Linked DNA regions of Mus musculus: all the other regions are linked to region 1. A link is a contact called in public ChIA-PET, HiCAR-type, HiChIP or PLAC-seq and promoter capture Hi-C data. All regions are on one chromosome and are shown on one strand. The core of a region is the stretch at or near the end of the contact, and the rest is flanking DNA. Distances in the headings are between cores, read along the strand shown. Region 1 holds the start of Aftph (aftiphilin). Region 2 has its middle 87 kb from the start of Gm39602. Region 3 has its middle 22 kb from the start of Mdh1. Region 4 overlaps Spred2 (sprouty-related EVH1 domain containing 2). Region 5 holds the start of Actr2 (ARP2 actin-related protein 2). Region 6 overlaps Ugp2 (UDP-glucose pyrophosphorylase 2). Region 7 overlaps Gm12031 (a long non-coding RNA gene).

Region 1 (2,523 bases), core at 7-2,506:
TAGGCTGCTTATATCAACGCATTAGAGTTGAAGCAGAGTTCCCCCTAGAGTTTAGTATATATTTCTCTAATAGTTCAACAAATGTAAAATCTGATTTGAACCTTTCCAAAGTTCCTATCCCCACCACTATCCCCCCCCCGCAAAAAAAACACCTCGTGAAAGATATTTATGCCCTGAAGTTTGAGTAAAGTTTTACTTCTTTTAGTAAGAACTCTGAAACAGAACCAACGCTCCTTTGACGCTCCCTGCCCCCTCCCCGTTAATATTTACATGTATGAGTCAGTTCTTTCCTCAACCGCAACAGATTCAGATTCAGAGGGACATCACGCTATAACTTGAATAAACCAACAAGGTGGGGGCGGTAGGAAGCACAACTAGTCTCCGTTTCCAAAGGGAAAAAGAACCCACCACCGTTCACCCTCTGTCCCCGGCAGCACCTGCCACGTCGGGAGCTTAAAGAATAATGGCTCAACTTTCGGACGCAAGGAGGGAGAAGACACAGATAATTTCCTGAGGAGTGCCTAAAAGGTCCTCTCCGCAAGGGACACAGCTCTGGGCCGTCTCTGTCCGTTGGAGCATTCAGAGACCCTTCGAGGCGGCACAGTCCTGCAGCAGCCGGCCTCGGGCCTCCGCGAGGCAGACAGTGTTTACACCTGTCACGAGGGAGGTGGGAGCAGGAGGACGCCGGAGCGGAGCCCCAAACTTCTACACAGCGGCCGGGAGGGAACCCCGGCGCGCAGCTCGGGGCGGGTGGACGGCGAGAGGCAGGGCGGGCCACGGCGGCCGGGAGGGCACGGCTGGCTCTCCTCGGCCGAGCCTGGGATGCCGAGCGCCGTGCCACTCGGCTTCGGGCGCTGCCAGCGGCGTTCCGCACCCGCGGAGAAGAGCAGAGCCCGCGCCGGAGCTCGCAGGCCCGCACGCGGGCCGACGCGGGCAGGCGCTCCAGGCCGGGGCGACTAGCCGGGCCGGGTCCTCCGCACCCCGGGAGCGCGGCGGCAGCACTCACCTGGCTCGTCCCGGGCGGCCGCGATGGGCATGGCTCGGCGGCCCGGGGAGGAACTGGCTCCCCGGGGAAGGACCGGTTACTCGGACGCTGAGCTGGTGAGGGCGGAAGGGGAGCTGTTCCCAGCCCTGTCAGCGGCGCGGCGCCATGGACGCCCACCCGGAGTTTCAGCGCTGCCGCGGGACCCCCATCCCACTACCCTCCGCCCTCTTCCGCCGCCGCCGCCGCCTCCGCCTCCTCCTCCTCCGCGGAGACCCCCGCCCACTCCACACACTCTCCCATCATGCAGCGGGGAACCGCTGCTGTCCATACGTCACTTCCGGGCGCAGGTGGCTAGGTCGGGGCCGGGCGCTGGTGGGTGCCGGGGTGGGGGAGGACACTCCAGGGGAATTAGTGTCACAGACTTCTTACTTCTGCGCAGGCGCCGTCGTGTGGAACGACGTTCGCCATTTTGGTTGCGGGCAAACGGTCTTTTTTCCGTACTCACTGAAGTGTGGGCTGGGGACGTCCTCCCTCCCCTCCCGACCCTCTGAGGCAGCGCTCCGGGCCACAGACCTGAGCTTCTCTCCGCCCAGTACTTTCCCGATGAGCCGGGGAGAGGGTTAAGTTCCGCCTTGGAATAAAACTGCAGACGTATGGAAATACGGAACCAGATCTCTGCTGAAAAACCGGCTGGACAACATTCAGCAGCTTGTCCTTTTTGCCCGGAATAAAAGACTTTCATTCCCTTCCCTTTTTATGTAAGCCAACAAAAGAGGAAGCTGTTATTTAACAAACGAGAAGTGATTGTCCTACTTAAGACGAGAAGTCAGCAGGCAAACTAACAAATGGTCTTCTACAAAAATCAGTCCAGAATTGTGTTGGTGTTTGGAGAAGATGATCATTTTCATACATCTTTCCAATCAACTTGTGCATTTGAGCGATTCTATACAATAGAGGTCATAAGAGGTTTTTGTTTCCATCGGTTCCTGAGCAATTGGTCTTTTTTTAATAACATCTCCCCGTCCTTTATTATGACTCTGTTAGAAACCATTCCACTGTAAAACTCAGACAAAGCTGCAGGATTTTTATTCCTGTCTCAGACGGTGAACCCTGGACTCTACCCTACAAACCCTGAGCCCTGCCGGGTTCTCTTTCTGCCCACGCTGAATTATTTAAAATAGTTCCCAAACCGCAAAGCTCAGCAGTAACCGAAAGGAACAAGGACTGAAAACACCCGTCATCTCAGAGAACTGTCTAGCCCTTTGACTGGAGGAATTACACACGTTGAAAAAGATAAGGACAATAGCAATTCATCATGGTTTATCCTGCCTCTGCAATGTTCTAGACAAATTAACTTGAAGAACTAAAATAGACCCTCATTTGTCTCCTCACAATTCAGTCATTGCAAGATAACAGAGACTGCATTGCTGCTTTGTGGTTATGCTGAATATTTTTGTTATTGGCCAGTCACTGAAGTGAGAAAAATCTATATGGCTTGTCAAATTTATTCCTTTTGTATTTCGCCCCCTGCTGGTGTA
Region 2 (2,523 bases), core at 8-2,507, 910 kb before region 1:
CCTGCCTGCCTTGTCACTCCACATCCTCTCTGACCCTAGAGTAGTGGGCCTTGGCTGGCTGTGACCACCATTGGCCCTCTTCCTGACTTCCCACTTTGCTCTAAAGTTTGGTTTTCATCTGAACATCACTTACTACATCATTTGCTTTCTTTAAACACATACACTTCATAATTCCATTAAATACATCAGAGAGCTGACACAGCCCCCTCTGCCTCTGGTCCTCCTTCTCCACTGAGGTTTTGTTTGTTTTGTTTCTGGTGTTTTGTTTTGTTTTGTTTTGTTTTGTTTTGTTTTGTTTTGTTTTGTTTTGTTTTGTTTTGTTTTAATCCTGTTAGCCCATTGTTGAGAGTTGATCTCGTCTTGGTTGTCTTTGCTCTCTGCTTCCTCCTTCTGACCTCCTGTCTCCACTGACCCCTGGGGGCCTGCCTCACTATCCACTGAAATTGCTGGCACAGGATGTCCCTTGTAATGTTAGGAACTGCAGGGCTCTGGACACTCTGGGCCTCTTCGATGACCACGTGACATTTGCGACTATTGTCCTTCCTCACTCCAAGCACCAACCCTCAAGCTTCCAGGGCTCCCCGACGGGTAGCTGGGCTGGAATGTGCCCACTCACAGTTCTGCAGACTTCACATCCCAGAGGCGTGGCATGCCCTCCGCAGCCTAGCACACAGGCAGGGTCCTTCCTGCCCACATCTAAGTAGGGTGCTCTATTTCCCTGGAACATCCTTTCTCATTCTTGAAACTCAGCCCAGAATTTCATTATGGGAAGCTTTCCCTGAAACCCTAGGGTCAAGCAGGGGACCCACGACACAGCTGCTGCCTGGAGGCCTGGAGCTCTGGTCAGCCAATGAAGTGGTAAGAAGTGACTCCAAGTGGCCGCAGGCTAGGCTGCAGAGTTGACCTCCAGGTATCTACTCCTTCAAAGTCCTTCCCCAGCAGGCCCTCTTCCTCCACCTGGCTAAACCTGACTGCGGGTCATCAGGCCTCTCCCACACCTCCTCATTCCCCATTCCCCTGCCCACTGCCCATTATCAGCCACCTCCTTCTCTCCTGCATCCATGCGCCTCTCTGCCTGCCTGCACATGATCCAGCCCTGGCATCCACCCACCCCAAAGGAGCTCGTTCCTCAGCTGGAGGCTTGCAGGCACAGCACCGCAGTGGCATTTAGGCAGGGAGAAGCTGGGGAAGGCCCCTACAGCCCCTGGAAGGCATTCTGGGCTGACACACCCAAAGCAGGGAGGCAGGGCCCTGTCTCAGCAGGGAGCTGAGAGGACAGATCATCCTCACAGGCAGCTGCCGGCAGCTAACCAGAGAGCTCAGCTTGTTCACATTATCACTTCCTCTAGAATGCCTCCTCTCCCACAGAATCATGACAGAATTGCCTCATGGTGCCTGGGGGACTCAACGGGGGTCTTTCTGGAGTAAGTGACCTCCACACTAAGTCGGGAGGCAGATGGATCTTGGGTACTCGTGAGTGCCACTATCATGAGCTGTCCTAGTACTTAGAAATATTTCTGCCTCTTTACCATCTAAACAAAAGAGCAGGAACCTGTAACCCCAGCAGGCAGGCAGGAAGGAGGGAGGGGCATCTTCTACTGCCTACCTAGGTTGAGACTACCCTGGACTACAAGAGGCCAAGTATTGAAAGAAAACTAAGACAAAAACAACCTAGAGACCACAAAAGAGAATGTCAGACAGGTGAGCAAGAACACCTCCCCCACCTCACGCCCCCACGGGCCTTTTGAGAGAAAAAGCCTGAGACCTCAACCAATCTCCCTGAGCACACAGTCTCTTCGATTTGGCAGAGAGGCCTGGAAGCCCTCTAGGGCTGCTGGATGGCTTAAGTAGAACACCTGACAGGAAATGAGCTAGAGACATGGGGTCCCATGCTCCTGCCCAGGCAGCCCCATGATGCTAAGGTGGGACCAAGCTATACTGGGGATCCCTGGTCGGAGGGAACTCTGGCATCCCCTTTGCGTCTCCCAATTGTGAGACGACAGAGGGAGGAGAAAGATCCCTATGGGGTTTGGTTTTGGGAATTTCCCCTCACAGGAACATTTACTGCGGTTGAGCTGAACAAGTGGCTGACGCTTGTTGGTTCACTACCTGCACATTCCGTTTATAAGTCTTACAACCCCCCTCCAGTGGACCGTCCTTTTTACCTTATCCAGCAAAATGCAACACTTCCTCAGACGCTGGTTTACAGACCACATCGCTTGGGTCTATTTCAGTGAAACACTGCTTTGGGATTCTACACCCTTTTCTTCTCGTGTCTTCTCCATGCTGTCCACGAGAGGGAGCCAGCGCGCCTGTTTGTGCCTCTGCTTATAGCGCTGGCTACCAAACAGGCGAAGTAGCTGAGCTCAAACTAATAATCCAGTATTTTCGGAACTCTGGTGAACAGAAATTCTGGAGAACCCTGGAATCTTTGGCAACTTGTTTTAACACAATAGAAATTTGGCAAACATGAAAAGACTTTCAGATCTTTGCCGTCTTGGTTTTCTGTTGTGGGGGTTGGGG
Region 3 (2,523 bases), core at 7-2,506, 810 kb after region 1:
ACATTTTGCTGGTAAAAGGAGCCAGATTCTGAAAGGCAGTATTTTTAATGTCAGCCACACAAAATTCTGGAAAGGACAAACTGTATGGACAGAAATTATGTTGGTGGCTAATGAAATTGATGGAAAAGGCCATGAGATGATGTGTCATGATTGTGGAAATAGCCACACAACCAAATGTTCAACAACTCACTGAAATATACATGTTCCTTAGTGAAAATAAATGCAAATTTCTCAATAAAATACTTGCAAACCCAATTCAGGATAACTTGAAAAAGAGCTTTTACCATGATCAGGTCGGTCTAATTCCAGGAATGTACATGGGTAAAAACTCACATCAATAAATAAATATAACACTTCACATAAATGGGCTCAAGGACAGAAATTTCTACTGTTTTTGTATGATTTCTGACTCTCTGTTGAAATAATTAGTTTTGTATTTTGGCCTAGCAGTTCACAGTGCTCTGTTTTTTTTAGTTAGTTTCCATAGCAACGTTCATACTCCTCCACTAGTGTTGTGCTTGCTCATTTCCTGTGGCCCTGAATGGATATGGGCACTTGGTTGTTGTTAACATTTTAAAAGATTTATTTGTTTCACTTTATGTTTGAGTGTCTTCCTATATGTATGTTTGTGTATCACATGTGTGCCTGGTGCCCATGAGGGTCCGAAGAGGCCATCAGTGTCCTTGAAATTGGAGTTATGGACAGTTGTGAGCTGCCATGTGGGTGCTGGGAATTGATCTAGGGTTCTCTACAAGAACACGTGATCTTAATTCCTAAGCCATCTTTCCAGCCCTGTACTTTATTTTTAAAGAGTTGTTATTTATATATGTGTATGTATTTATGTGTGTCTATATATGTGTATATTATAGCCTAGAACAATGACACCAACTAATCATGGATTGTAAATACTCTGCACCTGTAAGCCAAAATACACTGTTTATACAGTGTATCATCTCAGGTATTTTTTTATAGCAACAGGAGCTAACATATCACGCTAGATTATGATATAATTCTCAATATCACTGTAATCTCTTTTTAAATATAATTATGTGCAATTCTTTTTTGAAAGTTAAAAAGTGGAAATACCATTTTTTTTTTCTTCCTTGGAAAGTAAACATCAGCACTCTTTGTTATGCCATGACTTAGTCGGTCTCTGCCTTACTCAGTGGGCCGAGAAGCTCTTATCAGGGTGTACAGAGTCAGCCACGACCAGTTTCAGTTTCAGTATTTCTTAAAAGTTTGCGTCTTTCTAGCTGAATCACTGGCCAGAAAGTAAAGGTCACTAGTTAAACCTTAACTATCATAACTCCAGGTCATGACAGTCTTGAGAAAAGTTTAAAGATAAATGAGCATTGTACTTTGAACTAAAGGGCATTTGCCTGGACTGCTGTTGAAAACCAAAGAGTTCTAGACTTTGAGATTAGCACTGTAGAAAACAAAATCAGCTCATTAAAGCCAACACAAGGAAGCCTTTCTTTTTGGAAACAGTCAGACAATGTACTATTTGACTATCTCTGGACTTCCATGCTTTTCAAATAAAATCAATATTCTAGAACCTCAGCAGACATAAAGCATTATGTCAGGCATTGAGAGCGCACGAGCTATAGATAGCCCTGACTGCTCTGCTGGTCACAATTGAGTAAGTATGACATAGATCATGTAAGAAATAACACCAGCAGTTAGCTTCAGAGTGGGGGTATTGCTACACAGCAGCATGTGACCAAGGGTAGGTCAATTACATGTGCCAGAAGGTCCCATGCGAGTTTTTCTCCCATTGAGCAGGATTGAGCTTTGTAAAGATGATGGCAGCATAAGGGTGTGACGGATTGCTGAGAAGGAAGGGGAGGAGGAGACCGAGCCTTGAAAGTCCCTCTATTAGGATCTGTTAAGAGGATGCTGATCGAGTAATTTTCTCATATTATCTGGGTTACCCATGATCCAGCATACTGATGCAAGCTTAAGTCTTCTCTAGCCATTATTGTGGGGGGTGCTTTCCTTCTAAAATGGCCTGCTGACTAACATAAGTCGGGGGAAGGGAGCAGTACCACAAAATGAAAGGTTCAGAGAGTAAAGTGATGCATTCTGGGTAACTGGGTAGCGGTTGTGCTTAATTTTACATTTTTAACATGGGTCGGGACAAAATAGGCATATACACCATAAAACTTATAGTCAATTTAAAACAAACGATTATCTCTATTTTAAGTAAAAATTCAAGGGTAACACATTTTGAAAGGGCCACAGTACCCATTCTTCAAAGTGAGCCAAGGGAATATGGAATTGTGCCAACTGGACCTCAAGGGTATTGAATGAAAAAACGGTTTCAGTGTCTCTTGTGATCGCCATCTAAGATATGGAGACAGAATATAATCAACATTTGACAATGGCAGTAAATAGATTCAGAAAGAGGGGAAAAGGCATCTGGGCAGTTAAATTCTTAATAACTTGTAACCATGCTCAATTGCATTGTCTGCATTGGGAGGATACAATAAAACGCATTTATATGAGGTGTAGATTGCATCCTCC
Region 4 (2,523 bases), core at 11-2,510, 760 kb before region 1:
CACATGTGTATGCACTTGGACCCAGGCCCAGCCCTCTTTTAACTTTGGTTGCTGAAAGAATGCTCTACTCCAAAATCCAGCTGATGGTGGTTTTGATAACCACGCTTTCTGAACCCAGCCAAGTGACGTAACCGTAGACAAAAGACGTGCTTTTCCGCTCTGTGTCTTGGGAGGTGTCAGTCATGGAGTTCATTCATCCTAAGAGACCATAGTGTCCATGGTATCTTAGTGGAACAGACAGCTTCCCAGTTTTTAGCTGTTTGGAAGACTCCTCTTTTTAGGATCTATTACAGCTATATGAATTCAGTAACTATTTCATAAAAACAAGCTAATTTAAAATCACTATAGACCAGCTGCCAACATTTAAAAATACTCACGTGCTTTTGAGAGTCCTGTTTCTGGAGTCTGCAGCCTGCTCCTGCTGTTCACATGTATGAGAGTGTGTGCTGAGAACATGGCTGGCTCCCACCAGAGGCTTTACCCGTGCATTGCCTGTGTCACACTTGTCCAATGTCTGGAGCACACACGAATTTTTGTCATTATTTGGAAATTGTAGGTTTTCTGTTTAGCTCAGAGAAGCCAGAGACAAGCATAGAGTAAATTTCTTAAGCCACAAGCCTCCCTCTGAAGTATAAACGGATACGTGCCCTCTCTTATCTAGCTACTGTGGACTGTTCCTTTTGCTGGGCATTAGCTTGCTGGCAGTTCAGTGCGTTAACACCTAGAGTGCCTTGGCGTTGAAAGTGGGGCAGCCAGGGGAGCCATGCACATGAGTTGAGTTGTAAGTACCATTTCCTTGTGGCTCATGAGAACCATAGAGAAAGCCAATACTTCAGAAGGAGGCTGGCACCTCAGTTCTCTTTTGAAAGCTTTTGACTTGGATTGTAAGTGGACCCTTCCTCGCTATGCCTTCTGGGAGTGGTGCTGGGATTCGGCTGTTCTTGCTGTCTTCTGAGGTCATTATGGGAGAAATCTCAGTGAGATGCTGTATTTAGATTCCAATCAAGAGGTAAATCATGCAATTGTAAAGAATGGAAACACTCTCTCTGCCCCTCTCTGTGCTTCCTACCACCCCCCTGCTCTTGTCCTCCTCTCCCTCCTCCCCTTTTCTCTCCCTCCCTTTCTTCCCCTCTTCCTCTCCTCATTTATAAACACTTGCTTCCTCGGTTGCCTGCCTGCCATTGCTCTGGCCCCCTGGGCCCTGCTGCTTGACTGGGGCTCTTGAATTCCATCCGCTGAGCACAGCAGCATGTGTCACAGGCTGCTCAGGGAGGGTGAGGAGCAAAGTTAGTGTCTGTGGGTGGGCATGTGTTCTCATCACATCGCCGGAGAGCTGCAGTGTGCAGAATCTGGCAGGAACTTGTTCCAAAGGGGGGGGGAAATCAAGCCAGTCCCTTTTTTTCCTGCCTTGAGTAATATTAAAAACATGGCTAACTCCCATGGAGAAGAAATGGAAGTGTTAGAAAACTCTTGTAATTGTTTTTAGTAATCTTCAAAACTGAGATCAGAAGAAATAAAAAGGGTCTAATCATAAAAATATCCCGGTGTGTGTGTGTGTGTGTGTGTGTGTGTGTGTGTGTGTGTGTTGCATTGTATATAGACTGTTCAGTGTTCAGAGGCTCAGTATTTAAGAGCACCACCTGCTTTTGCTGATGACCCAGGTTTGGTTCCCAGCACCCACATGGAGACTCACAACCTTCAGTAACTCCAGTGCCAGGGAATTTGTGGACACACATGTGATATGCATGCGATTTACCCATAAAGATAAGTTAGCCTTCCTTTTTTTTCTTTTTAGAATGTTGTCTCAGAGTTTGGGGGTACACTGTTCTATTTAACTCGTCTGATGTTTTGAGATGATATTATAAGAAACGCCATTTTCTGTCAGTAAAGCCAGTACTTAAGAGGTTTGAGCTGTGTGTGACCTGCCTTGCACGCAGAAGAGCAGAGTAACGGGCCTTAAGCATTGGAAGCAGCGCCTGGAGAGGGTCCTGCGCATGCGCCGACTGTTACCTTTTGTCAGTGGTGATGCTCACTCCTTCAGGCTTTGGGAGTGTTCCTGCATGCAACCCAGACTTCCTGAACCCAGTTCAAGTGGCTCCCTTACTTCTCAAGGTACCCCCTTCTCATGTGGCAGAAACCAGGATACAGGGCCAGTGAGAGGGCTCAGCAAATCAAGACGCTTGTCATTAAGCCTGAGGATGGATTCGTGGGGGTTGCCCTTTGACCTCCACATCTGCACTGTGACATAACACCCCTCCCCCATGCACACAAATCAGTGGTTTTTTTCACCCCAATATTTTTTAGCAACTGCTTAGTGTATGCTAAAGTGACACTGATTCTGTGCATTCTAGATCTCTAGAACATTTCACCTTGCAAAACCGAAACTCCAGGCACGGTGGTTGACTCTCTTCCCCGGCCCAGGACAGCCACCATACTACTCTGTTTCCATGGCTTTTAGATAATAATATAAATAGAATGGATGGTGCAATGACTTCTCCTCCTCCTCCTCCTTCTTTTTTAAGA
Region 5 (2,523 bases), core at 10-2,509, 630 kb before region 1:
TGAAGTCTGCAAATATAAATATCTCTAATGAGCACATAAATGGGGTTGCTTAAAAACCTTTAAGTTACTGAATCTTAGGGCTGTTACCACAGCAGTGGTATGGATGTCCCTTTGTATTGTTACCTATCCTATTCTAGCCCAGATTTAGCTTAAATGAAGCTAGTACAATAATTGTCAAAGTTTGTAACAAATTCAACCAAGGGCACTATAATGGCAGTGAATACCAGCTCCTTCCCCTTTCAACAATCTGGCTTCAAAGGTGTAATTCAAGTAAAATCTATTTTAATTTGTGTGTCGTCTCTGTGGCAGAGAGGAGAAAAGTCACAAAATGTTGCAAATCGCTAAAGGAGTCAGAAACAGTTGCATCTTCAAAACTGGAACTTTGATGCTCCACCCTTTTAACTGGGGATAGAAAGAAACCAGTTGCAACGAGTTTTCTGAATCAGAACTTTAGGCTTATTTTGACATTTTTAGCATCTTCAAGACTAACGTGTCTATCCTGTACTTAACAGAAAAAAAAAATGAAGCAGAGGAGGAACCAGAAATGATCCAACTTCCCACTAGAATTTACTTGAGAGGTCCTAGGTCTATAATAGGGCGGCATGCAAAGCAAGAGGTGAAGCAGGAGCTGCTGACCATCCCCCTCTCTCAAAACCACAGACGACAAGGACAGCCCACACGCTCTCCCGGGGCAGACTCCAGCCGCGGCCCGGGGCCTGACAGCACTTCCTCTTTTCTCTGCGGAACCCGTTTCCTGCCTCGCATTCGGCATCTTTCGCTACACAGGAAGAGGAAGGCCGCTAGGTCTTGTATGGACGAACACAGGCGAGCCTCGGAAATGGAGACCTCCTCGCCACCGAGGGACAGGGCCTCTCACCGTCTAGACCCATCTCTCGGCACGCCGGCGGATGCTTGCGAGCGCGCGGGGACAGGTTCCGCCGCCTTCGGGTGCAGCGCGGGTAGCCTAGCTCCGGGCCACCGGCTCCGGGCCGGCCGGCGCCCCCCGAGAGCTCGCCCGCCCGCGCGCCTGCCCGCGCCCCCGAAGCCCAGCCGCGCAGCCGAGGGGCCCGCGCGCACCCCGCACACACACGCGGCCGCCCCGCCGGGCCTTACCCCAGTGCCGTTGTCGCACACCACCACCTTCCTGCCCTGGCTGTCCATGGTTCGTCCTGGTGAGCCGCCGCCCGGCCTGGCCTGCTTCCTCCTCCACACGGCCCCGCCCTCGGCCCGCCGCTCCGCCCAAACCGGAAGTCCCCGCCCGGCAGCCGTTCCAAGAGGGCGGTGCAGAGAGAGAAAAGAAGAGCGGGGACTGGCAGCCGAGAAGGCCAATGAGAGCTGTCCGGCGCGGACCCGGGCGCGCCCTCTCGCCTCGTTCTGCTTCCGGGGCTGCGCTTGGCTGGTGGGGCGGCGGCTCTGACCAAGTTGTCTCGGGACCTAGGGCGCGGCCGGGCCGGCTGTACAGGAGGCAGGCAGGTGAAGGCCGGAGGGTGTGTGGCGGGACGGCAGTGGAGAAGGGTGGAGCAGCCGGCTAGGAAGACCGAAAGCCACCTGGAGGTCCCGAGGCATGATGTGTCATTGCTCCTAGGCCTGGGTGGATACACCTACAAGTTTCAAACCTCCGGTTTATTCCACACCTCCAGTTGCATGCAGCCCTAGGAGCCTGGCGGGATGCTTTCGTTTCTTTCTGCTTCACCACTTCCCTCTTTGATTTTCTCAAACAGGAACTCACCATGTTGCCAAATGCAGACTTTAAAATTGAGGTCCTCTGTAACCTCCCTTGGAAACAGGGACAAGTGTTACACGCACCTCTTTAAGAAATTGAATATGCACCCGGGCACTGTTGGCGTTCGCCTTTAATCCCAGCACTTGGGAGGCAGAAGCAGACGGATTTCTAAGTTGGAGGCCAGCCTGGTCTACATAGCAAGTTTCAGGTCAGCCAGAGCTATAAAGTGAAACCCTGTCAAAAAAGAAAGATAATGCTTTCACTTAGCGCATAGTGGTGAACTTGCTTTCAATCCCAGCACACAAGTAGAGGCAGTTGGATTTCTGTGAATTCCTGGCCAGCCTGGTCTATTTACAGAGCTAGTTCTAAGACAGCCAAGGCTACAACAAAGAAACCCTTTCTCGAAAACAAAGAACAAAACTCTTTCCTTTAATTTTAGTTTAGTTTTGTTTTCTGAGACAGGGTCGCATTGTCTATCCTTGTGTTAAAACTAAGAATATTAAGTTAAAAAGACCAAATCCATGATTGTCCAATTGGAGCAATTTTGGGGTACACCAGGACTGGCCAACCACCTGTCTCACCGCTGCCGGTCGCTTGAGGTCCGTTTTATGGGCGAGATGTGAGCGAATTGTTAGATACAGTGAAAGGGAAGAGTCAAGGGTCAGAGTATATGTCATGTGAATCCCAAGTTTAGCTAGGCTGAAAACTTGTTTTGCAGTTTACATCAGACCTAAGAAACAGAAACTTATTCTTTTTTGTTTGTTTGCTTTTGTTTGTTTGGTTGGTTTTTTTTTGTTTTT
Region 6 (2,523 bases), core at 16-2,515, 590 kb after region 1:
ACCAACAAACTAATGATCCAACTTTAGATATACCATTTCCAACAATTTCCAAAAAGTTTCTGTAGGCTGCTGTCTACCCCTAAATAGAAAGCCTGTTCCCCAAGTCACCCGAATTCCTTTCTACTCACTACCCCCCACCCACCCCAGAGTAGATGCTTCTCTCCAAAGCTTACTTAATTTCCACAGAGCTATCTATTCAGGGTGAAGAACCTTCCTCCCATAGGAAAGGCTTTCAGTACTGTGGTTTGCAGGAAGTCATCTACCTAACCAGAGACCTTAACATGCAAAGGCTTTTTATAAACTGTCCTGAAATATTTGGGACTTAGAATAAGATCTCAAGCAGATTCTCTGAGGAGTAGAAATTATAAAACCAAAGTTTATAACCATCACCTATTGATAAGCCTGTATTTAGCTTTAAGGACATCAGTTCTTGCATGACTTGACCTTGGGCTGCAATGAGGAACCATGTTTGCACCAAAGAATGGAACTCCGTGGAGCCACAATCCCACCAGCTAATTATTTTTATTTCTGGTACCTGCTTTGATTGAAGGTGTAGATTTTCACACGACAGTGATTGTACTTCTGGAGTATTTTTTTGGTATCTTCATCCGTGTTAAAAGAATTCATTAAAACGAGAGGAACATCTGTATTATAGGTTTTGTTCAAATGCTAAAGAGGAGAACGACAATCAGGTCATCCAGACTCACATTCTCTGACTTAATACATAAAACCACTCTTGAATGGTTAATCATAAAACGTTTAAAACCTGACCTCTAGTGCTCTCTGGATTTATATTTACATATATATACATACATTTTACATGGCTATGTAGCTAAGCAATTTATCATGAACTCATTCGGTAAACCATGACCCTTTGAAAGAGAGCCACTGTCTTCATTTCATGGCTAACTTAGCTGAGGCGCAGATTCAGTTGCCCAGGGCAATCCCTACTGGAGCTGAGCATGTAGTCAGCAGTCCTCTATGGCCTAAAGGTAGACAAGTGCTGGCTATGCATCTGCTCTTGTCTTCCAGCTCTGTGGAGATGAGGATACAAAGTTACAAAGTCACGGTTTCCTCTTCTCAGGCATTTCAAACTCAGCAGTAGCACTTCAATCTTCTCAGTTTCTCAAAAGAGCTAAGGCAATAAGTCGGAGAAGATGGCGCTTAGCTTTCAGTTTTGGTTTTACTTTATTACTTAGAGCTTATTGCCCATCCTCATGCATAAAATGGGGAGAGCAGTACTTGTGAATTGCTGAGAGGAACAAATGAGTCATTTTGGGGAAGGCACTTAGAAAACCTGGTACACAGTAAATGCTGGATACATGTTAGCTGCCACTGCTGCTATTATGATTGGTAGCTGTCAGCACCACATCAGGCAAAGGAAGAAGACATGCAAAAGACATGGGACCTCTGTCCCATGAGGTCGACAATTGATAACTTTGTCAAAGAAGGAAGCCAAGAACAGTTCTTAGCATCCATGCCGTCCAACCAGACGAGGATGAGAACACCCTCTACAGCCTCTCAAAACGGATTAAGCCAGAAAAGCGCAGGGTCAGGAAGGCTGCAGTACAAAGTATTTACAGAGGGCTGAGCTTCTGCATCTTAAGAATACGTCCTTACAGTGTCCCAACCCCACACACTAACACGGAAACAAAATCGCAATCTGTTAACTAGCACTAGCACTTTATAATGTAAACACTAAATCTACTTTCGTATCTTATGTGAAAGGTTACATGCTACTCACTTCAATTTGCTGAACAGTTAGATCCAAAAAGGTGTTCTCATTTCTTACACCAATCAGACTTTTAGGGCCTTTGCAGCCCATGCTGGTTCCCAAACCACCATTGAGTTTCACTACCACCAACTTGTTCAACACAGAAGATATGTTATCAGGCAAGCCTCTGGCTTTTATCTTTTCATAGGGTTGAATCTGAAAGAAAATATTAAATTAGAGATGGCAACTTCATAGCTTTGCAAGATAAAGCAAATCAATCTCAAGGTTACGTCTATGATCCCTTAAAACTTTTGGTCTCTCAAATATAAAGTCCCAACAAGTCCACACAGGCAGCTTCCCTTGCAGAGTTGTAGCTCAGTGGCTACTTAACTACAGTGGAAGTACAGTGCACAAACACTGGTCTGACTGGTATGAATGTCTAAATCTTGAATTACCTTAAGAAACTATTTCCAATTTTAATCAAAATATCAACTTGGTCAAGTCTACGTAGTTCAGGTGCATTATATTCTACTTCAATTCTGGAGAATAATATATATTAATTATACATTATTTCTCCTACATGGGAGGCAAAAAGCAACATGCACTTGTGTTTGTCGTCTTCAGTTGTAAGATGACCCTTGAGAGGCAAGCGGCACAGGCTTGCAGTCACAATTCTAGGTATGCACAGCACAGCTCCTTCCTCAAAAACGTAAGTGTAGGGTGTCATTTTATAAAACCTTGCACTGGAAAATTATACATCCTCGTTCTAAGAAACGCCCTGAGAAGGGAGCAGTGTGAAGGCTGGAGCT
Region 7 (2,523 bases), core at 11-2,510, 570 kb before region 1:
AGCTGATCCTAAACTCCTGTGCTCAAGTGATTCTCCTGCCTCCAGCAAAGACAGACACCAGTATGTGTCTCTGTGCTTGGCTTCAAGTCTCAAGTTAGGACTCAATAAAGCCTACCCTTAAGACTGCAACTTTCTGCATGTATTGCTCCTCCTAACCTTTCTCTTTCTCCAGAATGTCCCTACCAGCTTCTAACACACTACCCAATTTCCTTATACAGGAGTGTTTTAAGACAGCCTCATGACTCCCATAGTGCTTTAAACTCATTATATATCAGATGATGGCCTTGACTTCTTACTTCTCTGCCTCCCCTTTGTGAAGGCTGGGATTCTAGGGCTGCACTACCTTGCTTGGTTTAAGCAGTGCTGGGAGTGGAAGTCAGGACTTTATGCATGCAGGGTAAGCACTCTGTCAGCTGACTGCTAGTCCAATCCTATGATTTGAATGTGACAGACCATAAATTGAACTTAATCAAAAAACAAAACATACTTTTTTTGAGGCATGGTCTCACCTTGCAGCCCAGAGTGACTTAGTTAGAAATTGTTACACACACAGCCAGGTAAAGTGGTACATGCCTTTGATCCCAGCACACTGAAAGCTGAGTCAGGTGGATCTCTGTGAGTTCTAGGCCAGTCTGGTCTACACAGTGAGTTCTAGGACAGCCAGGGCTACATAGTGAGACCTTGTCTTGAAAACACAAACAAAAACAAAACAAAACAAAGAAGAAAGATACTACTGCATAGACTACAGTGGCCTTGAATTTGTGGGAATCCTCCTGCCTCTGAATGTCTCCTCCTGGGTGCTAGACACTGGCATGTGACACCCTACCAGGCTCCAAAACTTGTTTAAAATACAAAATTCATACTGGAGTGCTGTGTGTGTCAGTGATGTTTACTGATTTACATACTTATTGTGCCCCTGTAGAAGCTGCTCGCTAAGTCTAAAGGAAAAGGTGAACCACAAATTAGACATGGGATTCCTAGTAAATCCACACTGTACTTTTTCTTCATTCCAGCTTCTTTCTTCTTTTTTTTAAATTAATTTTTGTATTTTTGTTGTTGTTGTTGTTTTCCAAGATAGGGTTTCTCTGTGTAGCCCTGGCTGTCCTGTACTCGCTCTATAGACCAGGCTGGCCTGAAACTCAGAGATCCTGCCGCTGTCTCCCAAGTGCTGGGATAAAGACTTCACACCACTGACCAGCTCAGCTCTGGTTTTTCACTAGCTGGTGAAGAGCCTCTTCTGCGAGGGATGGTGTCTCGCTTCTCTTTTTTTTTCTCCTTGTATGTTGCAATTTGCAGACCTCATGTCAACTCTGCGATTTCACTCGCCACTTCCTGCACTTGAAAGAATGCGGTAGAATTTACGAGAATCTGGATGGATTAAAGTCAGAATCCTCTCCTTTTCCGTTGTCTAGCGGCAGGGGTCGGGATGGCCATTTGTAGGTTGCTCACACTCCAAGGGGTGACCCCACACCAATGTGTATGTGGGCACTGGACTTGAAAGAGAAAACGTTAAAAGTTGGGAAGGAATATGTTGGATGACCCCGAGGGAATGGGAGGTGGTTATAATCAAGATGCATTGTGTACATTTTTGAACTTGTCAACAGATTTTTTTAAAGGCCTAATCCAGCCAGCTTTGGTGTTAAAGGCCTATAATCTCAGTACTTGGGAAGTGGAGGTGTTGTGATCTTGAACATCACAGGACTTCAGAAGGACAACACCAGGCCAAATAGTTCCACATGAGGTTTATTGGAAGAGAGAGAGGGGCAAGGTGGAGGCAGAAAGAGAAGGGGGAAAGAGAGAAAGAGATCTGGGGCCCTTTCTTTTTTCTTTTCTTTTTTTTTTTAATAAGATTTATTTATTTATTATATGTAAGTACACTGTAGCTGTCTTCAGACACTCTAGTAGAGAGAGTCAGATCTCATTATGGATGGTTGTGAGCCACCATGTGGTTGCTGGGATTTGAACTCAGGACCTTTGGAAGAGCAGTCTGGTGCTCTTATCCACTGAGCCATCTCACCAGCCTAGGGCCCTTTCTTTATATATGGGTGATGAATTAAGGTAGGAGGTGAGCCAAGTGGATACTGGGAATATGGTCACTGTTGCCTTGGCAACAGTTCTGCAGGTCCCTCAAGGGTTTCAGAGGTCCTAATACCAACAGGAGATGTTACTGGAAACTCTGGGGAGCCCTACATTATGAACCAGGTTACCAGAGGAAAATAGGGCTCATAGTTTTTATTATTAATTTTAATAAAATAATTTAACAACTGACTCAAAAGAAAGCTTAAAGACAGCTTTTTTTCTTGTTTTGTTTTTCGAGACAGGGTTTCTCTGTATAGCCCTGGCTGTCCTGGAACTCACTCTGTAGACCAGGCGAGCCTTGAACTCAGAAATCTACCTGCCTCTGCCTCCCAAGTGCTGGGATTAAAGGCGTGTGCCACCACTGCCTGGCAAAGACAGTTTTATTATAGTGTAGGAGAAAAAAGCATGGAACAGGCAGGCTCAAGGCAGCAGAGTAAAGAGAGA

What was found. Promoter capture Hi-C pulls out the DNA fragments that hold promoters and counts their contacts. ChIA-PET counts read pairs in DNA pulled down with a chosen protein or histone mark. HiCAR-type assays count read pairs that join an accessible place to other places. HiChIP or PLAC-seq counts read pairs in DNA pulled down with a chosen protein or histone mark.
Region 2: a contact with region 1 is called in a promoter capture Hi-C map of hippocampal neurons, with 5 times the contacts expected there. The contact joins the enhancer-like site here to the promoter of Aftph in region 1. A contact is called at or near these places in 3 of 39 promoter capture datasets (the C10 cell line, hippocampal neurons and pre-B cells), 3 of 484 Hi-C or Micro-C datasets (CD4 T cells, the G1E-ER4 cell line and myocytes) and 4 of 115 datasets of contacts at active chromatin or transcription factors (embryonic limb bud, large pre-B cells, pancreatic cancer cells and 1 more).
Region 3: a promoter capture Hi-C map of pre-B cells shows a contact between it and region 1, with 5 times the contacts expected there. The contact joins the enhancer-like site here to the promoter of Aftph in region 1. A contact is called at or near these places in 7 of 39 promoter capture datasets (the C10 cell line, embryonic stem cells, hippocampal neurons and 3 more), 3 of 484 Hi-C or Micro-C datasets (centrocytes, neutrophils and regulatory T cells), 5 of 115 datasets of contacts at active chromatin or transcription factors (bone marrow-derived macrophages, double positive thymocytes, effector CD8 T cells and 2 more) and 2 of 9 other capture datasets (liver and macrophages).
Region 4: a HiCAR-type map of astrocytes shows a contact between it and region 1, with 2.5 times the contacts expected there. The contact joins the enhancer-like site here to the promoter of Aftph in region 1. A contact is called at or near these places in 2 of 39 promoter capture datasets (cranial neural crest and hippocampal neurons), 2 of 115 datasets of contacts at active chromatin or transcription factors (astrocytes and memory CD8 T cells) and 1 of 9 other capture datasets (adipose tissue).
Region 5: a contact with region 1 is called in an RNA polymerase II ChIA-PET map of memory CD8 T cells, with 77 read pairs. The contact joins the promoter of Actr2 here to the promoter of Aftph in region 1. A contact is called at or near these places in 5 of 39 promoter capture datasets (cranial neural crest, erythroid cells, hippocampal neurons and 2 more), 2 of 484 Hi-C or Micro-C datasets (CD4 T cells and CD8 T cells), 7 of 115 datasets of contacts at active chromatin or transcription factors (the 230-238 cell line, astrocytes, effector CD8 T cells and 3 more) and 2 of 9 other capture datasets (adipose tissue and liver).
Region 6: an RNA polymerase II ChIA-PET map of memory CD8 T cells shows a contact between it and region 1, with 13 read pairs. The contact joins the enhancer-like site here to the promoter of Aftph in region 1. A contact is called at or near these places in 5 of 39 promoter capture datasets (HPC-7-derived erythroid cells, cranial neural crest, embryonic stem cells and 2 more) and 4 of 115 datasets of contacts at active chromatin or transcription factors (the 230-238 cell line, large pre-B cells and memory CD8 T cells).
Region 7: a contact with region 1 is called in an H3K4me3 HiChIP or PLAC-seq map of bone marrow-derived macrophages, with 5 times the contacts expected there. The contact joins the enhancer-like site here to the promoter of Aftph in region 1. A contact is called at or near these places in 5 of 39 promoter capture datasets (the 3T3-L1 cell line, 3T3-L1-derived adipocytes, hippocampal neurons and 1 more) and 3 of 115 datasets of contacts at active chromatin or transcription factors (astrocytes, bone marrow-derived macrophages and large pre-B cells).

Annotation. Positions count from the first base shown.
Region 1 is chr11:20,740,300-20,742,822 of GRCm38.p6, forward strand. It overlaps Aftph (aftiphilin), which reads right to left and starts at 1,257. Exons shown (of 10, transcript NM_001290545.1): 1 at 1,007-1,257. Gm46272 (predicted gene, 46272) reads left to right here and starts at 333. Exons shown (of 1, transcript NR_168691.1): 1 at 333-2,523.
Region 2 is chr11:19,828,539-19,831,061 of GRCm38.p6, forward strand. No RefSeq gene overlaps it. Among named protein-coding and RNA genes, the nearest start is that of Gm39602, 87 kb to the left of the region's middle. Within about 2 kb of position 1,258, at least 77 of the 459 cell types and tissues checked have an H3K27ac peak or open chromatin away from gene starts, as enhancers often do. A contact at or near this core is called in hippocampal neurons and pancreatic cancer cells, where this site is marked.
Region 3 is chr11:21,548,740-21,551,262 of GRCm38.p6, forward strand. No RefSeq gene overlaps it. Among named protein-coding and RNA genes, the nearest start is that of Mdh1, 22 kb to the right of the region's middle. Within about 2 kb of position 1,257, at least 84 of the 459 cell types and tissues checked have an H3K27ac peak or open chromatin away from gene starts, as enhancers often do. A contact at or near this core is called in bone marrow-derived macrophages, centrocytes, liver and 4 more, where this site is marked.
Region 4 is chr11:19,982,236-19,984,758 of GRCm38.p6, forward strand. The region is part of intron 1 of Spred2 (sprouty-related EVH1 domain containing 2); the gene reads left to right. Among named protein-coding and RNA genes, the nearest start is that of Gm39603, 53 kb to the right of the region's middle. Within about 2 kb of position 1,261, at least 33 of the 459 cell types and tissues checked have an H3K27ac peak or open chromatin away from gene starts, as enhancers often do. A contact at or near this core is called in astrocytes, where this site is marked.
Region 5 is chr11:20,111,692-20,114,214 of GRCm38.p6, forward strand. Actr2 (ARP2 actin-related protein 2) reads right to left here and starts at 1,260. Exons shown (of 9, transcript NM_146243.2): 1 at 1,114-1,260. The coding sequence starts at 1,161.
Region 6 is chr11:21,331,881-21,334,403 of GRCm38.p6, forward strand. It overlaps Ugp2 (UDP-glucose pyrophosphorylase 2), which reads right to left. Exons shown (of 10, transcript NM_139297.6): 4 at 1,745-1,930; 5 at 536-669. Among named protein-coding and RNA genes, the nearest start is that of Mir1933, 12 kb to the right of the region's middle. Within about 2 kb of position 1,266, at least 16 of the 459 cell types and tissues checked have an H3K27ac peak or open chromatin away from gene starts, as enhancers often do. A contact at or near this core is called in memory CD8 T cells, where this site is marked.
Region 7 is chr11:20,167,876-20,170,398 of GRCm38.p6, forward strand. The region is part of intron 3 of Gm12031 (a long non-coding RNA gene); the gene reads right to left. Among named protein-coding and RNA genes, the nearest start is that of Gm12031, 24 kb to the right of the region's middle. Within about 2 kb of position 1,261, at least 40 of the 459 cell types and tissues checked have an H3K27ac peak or open chromatin away from gene starts, as enhancers often do. A contact at or near this core is called in bone marrow-derived macrophages, where this site is marked.